Regions from separate parts of the Mus musculus genome. Here region 2 is linked to region 1. Evidence: chromatin contacts called from public promoter capture Hi-C data. All regions are on one chromosome and are shown on one strand. Each heading gives the region's core, a stretch centred on a gene start, on an enhancer-like site or on the middle of the called end of the contact. The rest is flanking DNA. Distances are from core to core; before and after follow the strand shown.

Region 1 (2,560 bases), core at 37-2,536:
CCGGTGCCTCGCTCCTCACGGCCCCATTTGCCTTGTTCTTTGGTGTTGAAGACAACCTCGGAAGTGTCCAGCCTCGGGTTAAAGTGCAAGGCGGCATCTGCTCCTTGCTCCTCACCGCATAGCAGGTTTACATGGAACCTTCGGGGACAGTAAGCCTCAAAGATCAGCAACCACCATGTGCAAGTTATGTGGTTCCACCGGCACACCCACACCCATAGGGAGTCCCTGTGTTTGTAGCCAGGATCCCCCTCATTTCCAGAGCCTGGAGCTGTCCTAGGTTGTGGGATGGCCTGCTGTGCCTGAGTGGGGTTCAGGGAATCGCACTCCAGATAAGCAGAGTTAATAGCAAGGGACCCCACTATTCCAGGTTATCAATATTCCCACAAAGCCCAAGGTCTCAATTTTAGTAGGTCATGGACTTGATGACCGGGTACCCTGGGCATCCAGGGTAGCTTCAAGATCCAAGAGAGATTTTCATTGTCCTGGAAAACTGGACATGGAGATCGTAGGACTAACCAGGGATTCTTATTATTGTTCTAGAAGCCTACATTTTTAGGGAGACTTGGGCACACCCACCCACAAGTCTTGGGGAACATCAGTGAAAATATCCAAATTAAGCTAGCAATAGGGACTCCAAGACTCCACATGGCAAACAAGGTTCCAGGGACACCATATGTGGGCTCTAAGAACCAGGGTTCAACTGAGCCAGGAGATGCCCCACCCACCCTTTCCCCTGGAACCTGGGATATCACCTGCCAGCCTGGTCAGGGACCATGCCTCGAATTCTCATGACAGTGCCCACGCGGACGCCCTGAGGCAGGGAGGTCTTGTGCTGGGTAGCCTGTAAGAATTGGGTGGGGCAAGAATGAGAACCAGGGAGACAAAGAAACAGACTGGTCAGCCCCAGCTAGGAACTCCAGGGACCAGGCAGAAACCAAGAGGGATGCAGATTAACGGAGAGGCAGAGACAGGCACACAGACCTGACAGAGACAATGCAGTTAGAAGAAAGCAAAGCCAGCTGGGAGACAACCTATCAGGACGTGCTGGTGAAACCCAAGAGATAGCAGCCAGCTCTCCTGATACCCGTTTTTTGCTTTGAAGGGGAGGTTTAAGCTAGTCCCAGCTTCCAGACTTGGCCTTGTCCCAAAGCCCCGTTTCCCCAGCTTGGGCCCCAGTATACTTACAGACATGGCGGGCACAGCAATACAGCAACAATGTGGCCAGTCGCTGTGGGAGGGGACCTTAAGTAAAGGCAAGGTAGTGGTTCAGCTCCTCCCTTTCCATCCAACGCCCACAGCTGGCACAGACCCCTGCCCTAAGGCAAAGCTGTCAAGGCCGGGCGAGTCTCCTCCTGCCCTGCCCCCACACACCAGCTCCCTCTCCCCTTTTCCTAGGCTTAGAGATAGGGACAACCTTTAATACCAAGACTGGGGAGGTTTGCCCTGTGCTCTTCTCACCTCCCCTTTCATACCCCTACCGCCCTGTCAGACACTGGACTCCCCTGGAGATCTAGTGGATCCAGAAAGGCTGCGCAAGCATCAGCCTCCACCCTTTCTGAAAGGAGCCTCTTCCCTGGAGCGCAGGCTGCTCTGCTTTGTCCTGGCCACCTCTGCTTCTGCCGTCAAAGACAGGCATAATAACTCAATGGGGTCCCCAGGAAACCCGCTATTCCTTTTTATCCTATGCTGTGCCCCCACCCTACCCCCCAGGTTACCAAGAGTGTGTTGGCACGTTTGAAGTGGTCAGTAATGGAGTGGCCAGTAACGGAGGGTCAAATAATGAAGTTTCACTAACAGTGGCCAGGCTGCTGAGACCTCTGGGTGTCCAGATGTGTGTCTGAACCTTACCAGGATATGTGGAGTATATCGAGCCACTGTACTGACGTACAGGAAACAGTGCTCATGGGAACAATTTGCCCAAAGATCAAGATCAGCGCTCTGCTCTCTCGCTCTCTCTCTCTCTCTCTCTCTCTCTCCCTCTCTCTTCTCAGTGGTTCCTACTTTTCTTCTTCAGGTCTCTATCAGCTCCTCCTTGGAACTGAGCCCACCTTCCCATCCAATGAGAGTGTGATGGAATATGGGTTGGTGGGTGTCCCGGGCTGCCAGTCACCACCCAGATCAAATGAAACACATTGGGGAAACTTCCAATAGCCTGAGTTTTAGTCTCCCTAGACCAGCACTCTAGAGAAATAGAGAAAGTGTGTGTGTGTGTGTGTGTGTGTGTGTATGTGTGTGTGGGTGTGTGTAGGGGTGACTCATAAAGAATGAAAGAGAAATTTCTGGAAGGCAGGCAAAGGGAGGGTGGGAGCGCTGAGCAGTTACCACTCCTAACAGCCCAGCAGCCTTCCTGAAAGATCTTTCCCATCCCTATCCCCACCACCCTACTCCTGCCCCACCCAGCAGGTGGCAGAGCCGGAGGCCAGATGCATGCTGGGAGTGGAAAGTTGCCTTGGAGATTAGGAACTTGCTACCTCTCCTGCTTCTCTGTCCCAGTTTCCCATATTCAGACCCCCCCCCCACGCCCGCAACACACACAACCCTAGAATACACATCAAGGAAT
Region 2 (2,560 bases), core at 29-2,528, 1.7 Mb before region 1:
GCCCCCAGTCTTGTTAGTAGTTGGATTGGCCCTCTCCCTAGGCCTGGCACCTGGGCTGTGGGTAACGCCACACTGGGGGCGCGCAGATAGTAGGGGGCGATCGCAGCAGGGCACAGTGAAGCCAGCTCTGCCTCAAGCAGCCCTTCGCCGAAACGCTGGTCAAAGAGGCGTCCCGGAGCAGAGAAACCTGGTAAAGGAGCTGAAGCACGGCGCAGCCAAGAAGGCTGCACAGGCACGGGGATCTCCATCCTGTTCCTACGCTGCCACCCTGGGCCCCGCAGTGCCCAAACGCACGCTGGCTCCGATTTATACTGTGCCCTGTGCCGCCCCTGCGGCGGGCCTCTCAGGGACACTGGGATTGAGGCCAAACTCAGGCATTAGTATTCCTTATTTAGAAACTTCAATAATTACTTGGCCAGTTATTAAACGCCTGCTGGATGCCCGGAAAAGGACACCAGGGAAATGTCATTAAGCCTTTTTCCATTTCTGTAAGGGGAAGCTAAAAGTCTAGGAGGCAGACCCTTATAGGTGTGGCAATCATTGTGGCAGTTGGGACCCTGGGTCCCGATTAGTCCCCCAAAGAGTTCTCAGTCCTCTTAATCCATCTCCGCCAGGCTGGCAGCTCTGAGGATGACGCATCAGTCTTAGTAACAGACTCCTGGAGAATGCTGCACCCATGCCAGGCAGTCAGGAGGACACAGAACAGACCCTACCCCAGAGTAGGTCGGGCCTAATTCTGTGCCTCTGACTCAGCCTGGGGTGCTCAGCGGCCAGGGGGCATGAGCATGAACACTCCAGGTTGGCCCCCGGGGGCTGCGCGCCGGGGCCCGAAATAGCTCGTTTTGATCCCACTACCTGGGCCAGGAGCCCGGGCCTGGCAAGGAGTACGGCCAGCTGCTCAAGAGGAAAGTGGTTAAGGTGACCATCAGGACGGGATAGCAGTCAAAGTAAAGACAGACGTCTCGGGTTAGCCCTGCAATAGTAGCTAGGCTGGAGTCAGGCCTTCGCTCCAACAGGTATCCTGGCGGTTAGAAATAAGGACTGAGTAAAAGGCAGGACTCTTAGCGCTCTTCAAGCGTCAGCCCGGCCTTTGATCCTTACTATTGGTCTGAAGTCTTGCCAATTACTGCTGCACGCTCCAATCAAACACACGCTCTCCCAGTTCGTCAAGAGAGAACGCCCCTCGGCCGCTTTCCAGTTACTTTTATTTTCTAGTCTATCATTGGTCGCTTTGGAGGCCGCGCTCCTACTCTGCACAGCCAGAAAGGGGCGGGGCTGACGGCGTTGCTTAGCGAGGAGAGTAGGCGCAGGGTTGTTCCGCGAAGAAGCTCCGCTGGCGCTAAGGCTGCGGTAAATGCCGACAAACTGACTGCAGGTGAGGTTGGTCCTCTTTCAGAGACCACAGGAGGCCTGGGAAGGCAACACGGGTTTACGTGAGCCTGAAGTCTCCCGCCCAATCTCAGGAGAACTACAACTCCCAAGATACCACACAGTTTGGGCCCTCCAACATCTCTGAGTGTCTCATGTCTTTTGTTCCCGCAGGGTGGGCCGAAGAAGAGTCGAAAAGAAATTTGAAAATTTAGTTCGTTAGTTTCCAAATTGCCCCAGACATCTAGGGGTGTTGTCTATGAACTTTTTCACTTAGGAGGAGCCCAGTGATTCATGGGGATTGTAGTCTCTACTGCCCCTTTCTCTTTGGGAGTCATGCCACCACCTCCCCCTTCCCTTAACAGGTTTAACCGGAAACATATTGTGTACGGTTTCGTCGTGGCTCTTTGTTAATGTTTTGTTTTTGCCTATTGTTTTCATTCTTTTTTTCATTTGTATGCTTTTAAAAAAAAGATTTATTATTTATTTTAGGTATATGAGTGCTCTCTCTGCATATACTCCCGTGTGCCAGAAGAGGGCATCAGACCACATTACAGATGATTGTGAGCTACCATGTGGTTGCTGGGAATTGAACTCAGGACCTCTGGTAGAGCAGCCAGTGCTCTTAACCACCGAGCCATCTGTCCAGCCCATATGGGTGCTTTTTAAAATGATTTGTATTGTTGTTGTTGTTTAAGACAGGGTTTCCCTGCACAGCCCTGTCTTGGAACTCACTTTGTAGACCAGGCTGGCCTTAAACTCCTGCCTCTTCCTCCTGGGTTCTGGGATTAAAGGCATCCACCACCATTCTTGGCTACATTACTTGGGTTTTTTTTTTTTTTCCTCGTGGAATTAATTGGAGCTTCATGAAATGGGCTTCTTGGAACATGTTTAAAGAGGTAGAAATTAGTTACCTTGATTTGACTGTAACATATTGTATACACGTATTGAAATATCATACTGTGCCGCATAAACTTGTACAATTAGTGTCAGTTAAAAACAAAACAGAACTATGCAACAGACCAGGTTTTTCCTGAATGGGGCTGGAAAAAGGGCTCATTGGTTGGGAGCAGGGGCTGGTCTTCCAGAGGTCCCAGGTTCAGTTCTCAGCATCACATGGCTACTCACATTCATTCCAGGGTCTTCAAGGGCATTGCACATACATAAATGTGCACAGGCACATGCAGGCATA

What was found. Capture Hi-C pulls out chosen DNA fragments and counts their contacts.
Region 2: a promoter capture Hi-C map of liver shows a contact between it and region 1, with 2.9 times the contacts expected there. The contact joins the promoter of Proser3 here to the promoter of Lgals7 in region 1. A contact is called at or near these places in 2 of 39 promoter capture datasets (hippocampal neurons and liver) and 2 of 9 other capture datasets (adipose tissue and liver).

What each region holds. Positions count from the first base shown.
Region 1 is chr7:28,863,112-28,865,671 of GRCm38.p6, reverse strand. It overlaps Lgals7 (lectin, galactose binding, soluble 7), which reads right to left and starts at 1,286. Exons shown (of 4, transcript NM_008496.4): 1 at 1,186-1,286; 2 at 753-841; 3 at 1-138. The coding sequence starts at 1,191.
Region 2 is chr7:30,551,023-30,553,582 of GRCm38.p6, reverse strand. It overlaps Proser3 (proline and serine rich 3), which reads left to right and starts at 1,278. Exons shown (of 12, transcript NM_001382459.1): 1 at 1,278-1,375. Hspb6 (heat shock protein, alpha-crystallin-related, B6) reads right to left here and starts at 282. Exons shown (of 3, transcript NM_001012401.3): 1 at 51-282. The coding sequence starts at 248. It overlaps Gm38670 (predicted gene, 38670), which reads right to left and starts at 755; the gene lies at 679-755.